Linked DNA regions of Mus musculus: all the other regions are linked to region 1. Evidence: chromatin contacts called from public HiCAR-type and promoter capture Hi-C data. All regions are on one chromosome and are shown on one strand. The core of a region is the stretch at or near the end of the contact, and the rest is flanking DNA. Distances in the headings are between cores, read along the strand shown. Region 1 holds the start of Med30 (mediator complex subunit 30). Region 2 overlaps Samd12 (sterile alpha motif domain containing 12). Region 3 holds the start of Tnfrsf11b (tumor necrosis factor receptor superfamily, member 11b (osteoprotegerin)).

What was found. Promoter capture Hi-C pulls out the DNA fragments that hold promoters and counts their contacts. HiCAR-type assays count read pairs that join an accessible place to other places.
Region 2: a promoter capture Hi-C map of second pharyngeal arch cranial neural crest shows a contact between it and region 1, with 7 times the contacts expected there. The contact joins the enhancer-like site here to the promoter of Med30 in region 1. A contact is called at or near these places in 8 of 39 promoter capture datasets (the 3T3-L1 cell line, 3T3-L1-derived adipocytes, the C10 cell line and 5 more), 1 of 484 Hi-C or Micro-C datasets (bone marrow-derived macrophages), 3 of 115 datasets of contacts at active chromatin or transcription factors (astrocytes, large pre-B cells and stem cell-derived neural progenitor cells) and 2 of 9 other capture datasets (adipose tissue and liver).
Region 3: a contact with region 1 is called in a HiCAR-type map of astrocytes, with 2.4 times the contacts expected there. The contact joins the promoter of Tnfrsf11b here to the promoter of Med30 in region 1. A contact is called at or near these places in 1 of 39 promoter capture datasets (hippocampal neurons) and 2 of 115 datasets of contacts at active chromatin or transcription factors (astrocytes and stem cell-derived neural progenitor cells).

Annotation. Positions count from the first base shown.
Region 1 is chr15:52,710,454-52,713,820 of GRCm38.p6, reverse strand. It overlaps Med30 (mediator complex subunit 30), which reads right to left and starts at 1,376. Exons shown (of 4, transcript NM_027212.2): 1 at 1,135-1,376. The coding sequence starts at 1,311.
Region 2 is chr15:53,722,257-53,725,690 of GRCm38.p6, reverse strand. The region is part of intron 2 of Samd12 (sterile alpha motif domain containing 12); the gene reads left to right. Among named protein-coding and RNA genes, the nearest start is that of Mir28c, 110 kb to the right of the region's middle. Within about 2 kb of position 1,355, at least 55 of the 459 cell types and tissues checked have an H3K27ac peak or open chromatin away from gene starts, as enhancers often do. A contact at or near this core is called in second pharyngeal arch cranial neural crest, where this site is marked.
Region 3 is chr15:54,276,901-54,280,199 of GRCm38.p6, reverse strand. Tnfrsf11b (tumor necrosis factor receptor superfamily, member 11b (osteoprotegerin)) reads left to right here and starts at 1,716. Exons shown (of 5, transcript NM_008764.3): 1 at 1,716-1,985. The coding sequence starts at 1,953.

The sequences.
Region 1 (3,367 bases), core at 127-2,626:
GATAAAGCAGAGGTAAACAAGGACCCTCAGAGATGGAGATTCAAATAGATCAGACACATTAAAAAAATTACACACACACACACACACACACATACATACATAATTCAGCTATTCCACTCTGAAATCAACTGAAACACATTCCCATACAAAAAAATCCATTAAAAAATTTTTGTCATTATTTACAAATTCGTTCATACAGATGAACGAATGCAAAGGCTGCCACGTAGTCACTCAACAAATTAGCAAGAGAAAAAAATAACATAAGTATATGCTGAAAGAACCTGGACCAATAGAGCTCACATGCTATGTGATTCTTATCACATACAACTGGAAAAACACTAACACTGGCTCCCTGGGGATGGAGGCAAACATGCCACGGGATGCAAGGAAACTTCTTGGATAACACTTGTTTTCACTCTTGCAACTATGATAAGGTCACAAGTATATTCCTAAACATATGCCATAACTTTACATTTGCACAGCTTACTGTAGTCTAGTTAAGTCTAGAAAGGGGTTACACTATTGTCTGAATTCTTCAGCTTCGGGGCATCTCCTTCAGGAGAAATTTTGCTCTAAAATTTTTAAAGTAATTTTAAAAAGCAAGTACAGCGTGATCCATTTGAACTTTGAAAAGCACGATGGGGTTGGGGGACAGATATGCTTGTGACACTTCTAGCGGTAATGAGCATAGCTAGTATAGGAGTCGCCTGGGGTGGGGGAGAGACGCATGCTGGGTAACAGTTCTGGGGAAAATAGGGGTGACCATGTCTGGAATCGCTCATGTCAGATGGCAGACTCATGCTGGGGACATTGGCATAACGGGGTGTCCACCCGTCGTAACCCTGAGCAAGAGATAGATGCACGGTGGGGACTTTGGGTATAAGGGGGTGTGTCCATGCCTGAGGGTTTTCCAGGGCGTGAGACAGACACATACTGGGAACCAAGGGTGTAAAGCAGGATGGCCAGCCTGAGGTCTTCCAGGTATGGGGTAAGGAGGAGGTGGGACCTCCACACCTGCGGCCTCTCAGGGCAAGGGGATACACGCTGAGGACCTGGGGTGTAGAGGCGACCCGGCCACCCTGAGGTCGCCCGCGGAGGCCCGCTTTCACCAGCTCTGTCACCCCAGGCGCCCACCTGCATGTTCCTGAGCAGCTGGAAGATCTCCATGGTGCGGTACACGATGTCCTGCACGGTCTCCTGCCCGATGCGGCACAGCGTGGCCGTGTTGACCTCGCGCGCGGCCTGCTGAGCCTGCGGGCCGCCGAAGGGCCCGGACGCCATGCCCGTGGGCGCCAGCGGAGGGGTGGACATGGCACCCCCGGCGGCTCGGGTCCGGCGCGAGCCCACTCGGCCGATTTCAAAAAAGCGGCGCCACTTCCGCCCGCCGCGATGCAAGCGCTGTACCGGAAGACTGGCGCCTCGCGGAGCCTGACGCGATTGGGCTCCGCAGTTGGGAACGGTAAGACAGACAGGAAATTACCCAATCAGAAGTAGAGTTCTGCCCAGGGGGCGGTACCAGTGATAGATGGGGTGGGCTTTCCCAGAGTTCTGTCTGTGCCCTAAGTTGTGTGTCTGGCTGGTTCTCTGCTTCTGTTGGGTTCTTGCAGAGCATTCTTTCTCATAACAAACCTATGAGACATGTCTAATTACAGATAGGATGCAGGTTCAGAGGGCTTGAACTAGTTGTTGCACTGGCAATCTTCTGTTCAAAGTCAGAAAACATGATTTCTGTTCTTGTACGCTTCTGGGTAACAAGAAACCCACCACCAGGATTGCTTTTGTTCCCTGTTTGAGTATTTTCCAAGTTCCTCTAAGTAATACACCTGTAGACATGCACTACTTTCTGATTGTGAAACTCCAGTAATAATCCCTCCCCAATGTACATCTGAAATTGCAGCCCCAGATACTTCTCTGCATTTCCCATACATGTCTACAAAATATTAATATGTAAATTAGACACAGTAAGACATTAATGGTAATGTAAATATAGCAATATATTACAGTTACTCCTAACTTGACTGTGCTAACTATTCCTAACTATGCTGTGCCCAGGATAGAAATAGCATAGTAAAAAGTTCAGTAGAAGCTGCCCTCATAGAGAATAAACATTAATTACTGTGATGACTGTGTTAGGATGAGAGCCCAAGGTCCTGACGTCAGGGTGCTCTTTAGTGGACCTTGTACAAGATGAAGGGAGTAAATCTGGGTCTTAAAAATAGATGAAAATGGAGCACTAATTACACCCAAATTGTAGCTTTGGAGACCCAGAAGCCATCACCAACACTTGAGGGAATGCTTTTATTATGGTGAGTATTGGGAAATATGATAGAAGACAGGTAAACAATGGAGGATCTAAAACCATGTAAGGACACTCTGACTGAGCGACAAAGCACATCATAGAAGTGTTTCAAGGAGACAGATCTAAACGTGAAATCTTCAGGACAGATTTAACTGGCTGTTCAGTGGAGAGAGGCTGGTGAATGGTGAGTGCTGCTTCCCTCCTCTTGAAGTTATTGATGCAGATGATCTGAATTAGTGAAGGACTCAGTGGGCGACTTGTTAGCGAAAATCTACAGAACCTGATGTTGTTATAGATGGGTGCATCTGGAGAAGAAGGAATAAAGAGAGCACCTACTTGTGACCTGAATAAATGGTGGAGCTTCTGCCATATCCAAAGAGAGGGAAGAAAAATCAAATTTCAAAGAAGCAGTTCATTCTGTTGTTTTCCTAATGCCTTGATAAAGCATTACCCCAAACTAACATTTTTAGAGCTCAGACACCCAAACCAACTTCAAGGTGGTGGCATGGCTGTGTTCTTTTCTAAACTACCAGGGACTTTCCAATATCTTGTCTTTTCCAGTTTCTAAGGGCTACATGCATTCTGGGTCTTACAGTTCCTTATTAGCTCAAAATGGATTTCTACCATATTTGAGGTCACCATACATTGCTACAAAAAGAGGAATTAGTCTTTGACCAACATTTATGAGAATGGAAAAAAATAGATCAAAACCATTTCCCCCTCAAGGTTCTCTTACAGTGAGTGCTACCTCTGCTTTTTTTCTGCTTCTCCCTTCTCCAGTCAAGGATCTTATGTTTGTGTTAAAATGACCCAAATAATTCAGGCTACCTTCTGATTTTAAGGTTAGATGTCCTGCAACTTCAGTTCTATTTACTACTTTAATCTCCAGCCTCCTTGTCATGTAATACATATTCACAGCTTCAGAGGATTGGGAGGTAAAAATTTTGGGGAAAGTGGCTGTGGTGGTTTGAATATGCTAGGCCCATAGGAAGAGGCACTATTAGGTGTGGCTTTGTTGGAGTAGGCGTGGCCTTGCTAGAGAAAATGAGGCACTATGAGCTTTGAAGT
Region 2 (3,434 bases), core at 106-2,605, 1.0 Mb before region 1:
CATGTTACAAGATGTAAGTGACTGATCCAAGGCTGTGATGCCTGCTTCCTGCCATGCTTTCTATCACGATGGTCACAAACTCACCCTTTGGAACTATAAACCCAAAATAAGCTCTCTCTCTCTCTCTCTCTCTCTCTCTCTCTCTCTCTCTCTCTCTCTCTCTCCCCTCTGCCTTGCTTTTGGTGTCTTATCACAGAAATAGAGAAGTAGTAAGTAATACAGAACACTACAGGAAAGTCAAAGAAGGAAGCTCCTACAGTTTCCAAACTGATTTAGAATGATGCTGATATCCTATCTACACTTTCTGGTAGTTGTCTTGTGAGTCTCACTTTGTCTTAGGAATGGTTAGGAAAGAACTAAGGTCTACGATCTTTCACAGTCAACAATTAAGCCTCATACAAACTCATCCAGTAGAGACTTCACACAGTAATTACATCTTAGTAGTAACAGTGTTCTCTTATAAATCAAAAGCAAGTAAATTAAGAGAGCATTTGTATTGCACAAAAAGATAAGGGTAGCTAAATTAAAAAATGAAATCTGCCTGTAAAGGCACTTTCTAATATGTTCCTTCAATACTAAGTTTATTTAAACCAGTTAATTGTTTAACTGCTTAGGAGAAAAGCTTCATCTTTAGCTTGGCAAGCTTGAAATTTACTACATAAACTGAAATAGAGGGTGGGGCTGAGTTCCTACTATTCAAATACACTGTTGCATATCTCGGTAATCAATGGTGATAAAAAGTCAAGACCCTATTTATTGGCTGATCTGTAGCCAAAGTTGCATTGTGAAATTGTTATTAGTCTACTCCATATTAGCTTGTCAAAGTGTAGCATTAAGGAGTCATAATGACAACAATCCCCAGTTTGCTCTAGTTTTTAGATTTGCTCTGTCTCCCCTTCTCTTCTGTAGCACAAGATGGTCCTTAGTCATATCTCCATCCCAACAGCAATCAGGTTTTGAGAGTAAATACCATAAGCTGATGCCCTTAAATAGCTGACCCTTTAATTCTCTGTGTGAATTGGAACAGCAGACTGAATCTATCCCCATACATGAGATTAGGGCATTGCCCTCTGCAGAAGGTAGGAGTGGGACCTGCATGGGTGTCTCATTCTTGTCCTGCCCTCTATCCCTTTGCCTTCCTGTGTTCACACTCTGTTAGGCTAAACACACATTATAAATTACTATAAAACATAGCTGAAATGATTGTATTGAAATCAAATAAGAATCCTTTGCAAAAAAAAATAATCATTTGCAAACAATCTTTCTCTTGAGGATATGAGTCTTGCATAGAGTCTTCCTGTAAAAGAGAAAGTAAAAGTGTCTGAAACACATTTTCATTTTGTCGATATAAAGAGCAGAACTAGTTTAGACAGGAAATGTCTGGGATCCTGCTTCGTATCACAATGCACAGAGGTTAAGATAATAAACTGCCTCAGGCCTTTTTCAGGGCAGCAAAACAAACCAAAATTGTCTCTGGGGTTGTAAACCAAGGACTGATGTGGTAGAGCTGAACATACAGAAGAAGCACTGGGGTAAATGTTTTTTTAATGGTTGCCTTTGGGCAGAACTTTTTTTCTATTAGTTTACTGTTCCTAGAAAATAGGAAATTCTTTTTTTTTTTTCCATTTTTTATTAGGTATTTAGCTCATTTACATTTCCAATGCTATACCAAAAGTCCCCCTTACCCACCCACCCCCACTCTCAGCTCTTTGGACTACTATTACTTTGGTTTAGGCTCCTACTGTGAGGGGAAAAGAAGACATGGCAGCTATTTTAAAAATGAGGAAATGATCATGGATACAAAGAAGAGTGTGGACACAGGACGGCAAAGGGAAGGGGGATGGGGAAGGATGAACACCCATGCAGTTCTGTTCCTATTTGCTGCAGAGGGCAATATGCTAATCTCATGCATGGTAATAGATTAAGCTTGTTCCAATTCACACAGAGAAGTAAAGGTTCGGCTCTTCAAGGGCAACAGCTTAAGGTATTTACTCTCAAAACCTGATTGCTGTTGAAATAGAAGGAATGATGCTGCTGCAGGGAGATGTGACTGGGGACCGTCTTGGTGCTATAGAAAAGAGTTGGAGAGAGAGTAAATCTAAAAACTAGAGCAAAACGGAGATTGTTGTCATGATGACTCCTTAATGCTACATCTTGAAAAGCTAACGTGTAGCAGACTAATAACATAATAAAGGCATGGGTAAGTGTCGCTGATAAATAGGGTCATGACTTTGGATCACCACTGGTTAGAGAGAGATGACACTGTATTTTAGTAAGAGAAACTCAACCTCACCCTTCATTTAATTTGTTTATGTTTACATATCTTAAGCTCAGGTTTACTTATTTCAAGGCATACGTCACCAAATTCACAATTAATTGTAATAGAAGATAGTGTGAAGGAAAAATAAGGGGTCTCCTTGGGTATTAATTAGCTTTAGAACCACCGAGTTTCTGATAAAGAATATAGCTAAGATTATAGCCCAATGAAGGGCTGTTGAAGATCCATTCTGAGTTGACTTGACACATTTGGGTAAATTATCCTCTGAAGCTAGGCTGATGGGCTCGAGTCCTCTGTTCCTTAGGGAATAAGCAAGTTAAAGGATGACCTTTCAAGATAAGGAAGTTTAATGTATTGATGTATAAGCAACTTCGTCTCCTGCCTTCCCTGTCCTAATTTACAGTCTTCTCTGACTGGTTTATAGGAGTCTTCAAAAAATTTGATTAGCTGTACTTGAAAGAAACTTGCAGGAGTTTCAGGGTAATGATGTGTCAGCTATAAACTCATTCAGCTAATCTGAGGGGAAAGTTTTAGAGTAGGGGAGAGCCAGATACAGAGGTGCTGAGTTGTGAAGCATGCAACAAAGTGCATCTCTGTCTAAAAGCTCTCAAATTCTAGTGTTTTTGATCATGTGAAGGAAAGAATGCCTTGGTGGGCCAAGAAAAAGATTTAACATCAGCATCCAAACAACAACAGCTTTAAACCCATGTATTCATTGGTGTTCTTGAAGCCCAAAGTTCTCCTCTCCAATCAGAATGAGGAAAACAGTCCATATGGTTTCAAATAGAAGGAGAAAAATGGATGCAGAAGGGTAGTAGGCAGAAGCAGCCATGTTTGATTAAGGAGCCACGTGAGCTCAGGATACCACAGGGAAAGCAGGCAGGAATGGACCGGAAGCCTACTGCTGAATAACATGCCATGCCTAAGATCACTGATTGAATGAAAGTCATCTCAGTTCATTACGTTATTCAGTTGCTTTTTCTGCTTGTGCCTGCCAGCATCCATATTGTTAGCTGCAGGACACTCGGGATGTGCAGGGGTAGAGAAGCTCCCTTGTAATCTCATTACGAGAGTTGTAGCTCAAACTTGCACAAATCCTAGTGATAAGCCAAGACGTCCATTTGGAACATTGAGAAGCTTTTCCTTTCTGGTGTCC
Region 3 (3,299 bases), core at 467-2,966, 1.6 Mb before region 1:
ATATGATTTTAAATGTTTTTACTTGCTGTCTCCTTCTACAACACCAGGGTTGTTGTTACAGCAGAAACAGGCTTAGAAAGACATACATATTTTTATAATCTATGTCTCAGAATGTCATACCTTTTGGAGGGTAGGGTGGGGCATAAAGGAGTTAGCTTAAATTTATAACTCCATGTTATAACCCAGTATTGTGGAAAAGTTAGGGTAGGGACTTCAAATTTGTCACATCACATCCAGAGCCAAGAGCTGAGAGAAAAGAATGCATGCACGTGTACTTGCTTGTTTGTATCTTTATTTCTGCACTTCTAGCTCAAGACACCTTGCCTAGGGAATGGTTCTGCCCACAATGGGCTGAGTCTTCCCACATCTATTTATTAAGGCAGTGCCCTACAAACAGACCCACAGGCCAATTCTGTGTAGATAATCAATCTCTCATTGCAGCTGCTTTTCCAAATGATTCTAGGTTTTGCCACTACTGCACCCTGACATCACGTTACATTTTGAGAAAAATGTTTTCAGCTAATATCCCAGACAACTATTCCTGAACAGAAATAATAGCTCTGCCACTTACACAGGGCTTGAAAGTTAACATTTAGGTTTATTTGGATGGTAAGTGTTGTTATCACACTGTTGTTGCAGTAGAAACTAAAACACAGGAGACTAGTATAGAATCATGCAGCTTTTCCTTCCTCCAAAATGTCTTGATGGAGTGAACTACTTTGAACTCATGATAGCATGAGATCCATCGTGCTGTGAAGAGGTGGAGCTCCTCTTGTTGACAGAAGAATTTGCCCTACTCAGGAGACATCTCACTAACCCAGCTCCTGATAGAGAAGCCAGTTCTGCAAGGAGTAATCACGCTGTAAGCATCACATTATATGCAGGTTTGAGTGACCACCTACAGCTGACTTGAGAGTTGCCTATGGCATCTTGGAATGGGAATTCAATTTGGAAACAGTGACTTCTAACCAGTGAGACGGCTGATGGGTGGGAGAAGAACCTTATTTTGCAAATCTTTAAACGTGCCAACAGCAGAGGGCAGTGAAGAGGCAACTTAATGGGTGAAGAGGCGTTTGACCAGAAGCTTAGTGGTTAGGACTCTAAGGAGCCAACAACCCTTTATGAAAGAGGATGCTGGGAAGGGAAGCGATGCTTGTAAGGTTTTCCTACTCCAGGTACAAAGAATTTATTCTTCTGGTTCTCCCTAGCTTCTGACAACCCAGGTAAATATGAGTTGGACAAATAAATTCTTTAACGGGCCCAGGACACTTTGCATGTTAACGACTACAAACTCTCAGTCGTTTTTGAGGACAATGCCATCCCTACGCGAGAGGGATTATTTGGGGAGCTACAGAATCTTTGGGAAGGAGTTTAGATAATAGGCCAAACGAAAACCTCAGCCTTCTCCCAGAAAGGGTACAGTGACTGAGACATGTGGCAATAGGCTGCTGAAGTTGAAACCTCGGGTAGAGGAGCCAGAGCCTGGAGGCTGCCCAGCGGCTCCCCCAAGTGTACTCAGCCTCTCACCACAGGTCACAGCTGCCCTGAGGCTAGCCGCTGGCAGAAAAAGCTTCGGAACTCCCAGAGGCAGCGGGACAGCTGCTGCCTTGTTCTTCAGCTCAGCGGTGGCTTTCTCCTTCTTTTCTTCTTCCTTCCCCCTCTCTCTCCCCCTGCAGAAATCAGTCATTCCCTTCCCTTGTCCCACGCCTCCGCGCAGGATCCTCCCACTCCGGCTCCTAAAGCGTTAACCCCGGAGTGTCCCAAAGCCCCACCACTAGCTCCCAAGGTTCCTAAAAAGGAACAAGGTTTGTCCAGACAGAGACTAATAGATCAAAGGCAGGGCATACTTCCTGTTGCCCCGACCTTATATAAAACGTCATGATTGCCTGGGCTGCAGAGACGCACCTAGCACTGACCCAGCGGCTGCCTCCTGAGGTTTCCCGAGGACCACAATGAACAAGTGGCTGTGCTGCGCACTCCTGGTGGTAAGTCGTGGGCAGGAGGCTGCTGACCACCTGGGCTCGGGACCTCCCCTCCTGCTGATGGGGACCAAGCCCGGCTACCTCAGGAGGGAGCTGGGGTTTGGTTGGAACACGAAGCCTCTTTCTAGCTACAGCAGCAGGCTGCCCTGAAGAGTGAATGGCTTTTTCATGAAAAGTTCCAGCTGAGTTTATGCAGATGGGAGAGGGACACGGAGAGAGGCCTTTTTAAAGACTTTTTTGCTTGGTTTTTATTCATTTTATTTACCTTATTTATTTACTTACTTATGTTCTTATGTGGAACACCATACCTTCGCTTCACCGAACTTTTTTATTACTGCAGGTGTTGGAAAGAGAGGCCAGACTTTTTTGAAACTTCTGTAGAAAAGTTTGGATGGAGAGGATAGTCTGAAACAACATTAGCCTAACTTACATATGGGTTGTGGGCAATACAGAAAATATTCTCTTATTTTTCTGTGCAATTTGCTGTTTTACTAAAGTTCTATTAGTCTAGTTCTCAACTTCAGTAGTGTGAAAAATATGAACAGACTAATGATTATTACGTTGTAGAATATAGTTAAACAACCAGATCAGTTCAACTATAAAGAAAGATGGTTCAAACCTGTTTTGAAACGTTGTTTGGAAAATAAAGGAATCTCTTTTATTGGCTCAGGCATTTGGCAAATTGTTATTTAGGTTTATAGACAAGTTTTTTCCATGCCCCAAATTTGTTTCCTTCACATCAGTAGCCTGTGAAACACATGAAGTTACAAATCAGACAGAGAAGTCTGTCTTTGAGTGATTTCTCTGTCTGGAATGCACTAGAGTCAGTGTTTCAATTTCATCCTCCTGCTCACATAGTGAGAATTAAAAACTATGTAGTCTTTCCCTGAGCTTCAGGGACACACAGACAATCATATGTAATACCAAAGTCACTTAGGAAAAAGTGGACAGGAGAGTATACATACATATGCCAACTTCATGTGTACATATGCAGATATGTATACATGTATATACATATATATTACATATATCCACTAATATGGACATATGGAGAATTTTCTAATTTTACTTTATTTTAGGTGTATATGTGGTTCCCTTGCATGTATGTCTGTGTACTGCTTGTGCATCTGATGCTAACTGAGGCCAGAGGAGGGCATCAAGTCCCTTAGAACCGGAGTTACAGACAGTTGTGAGCTGCCATGTCGGTGATGGGAATGAAACCCGAGTCTCTGGAAGAGCAGCCAGTGCTCTTGCTGAGCCATCCCTCCAGTTCCACTAAGAAGAACTTTTTAAGAAGTGCAATTTTTAGAGACAGTG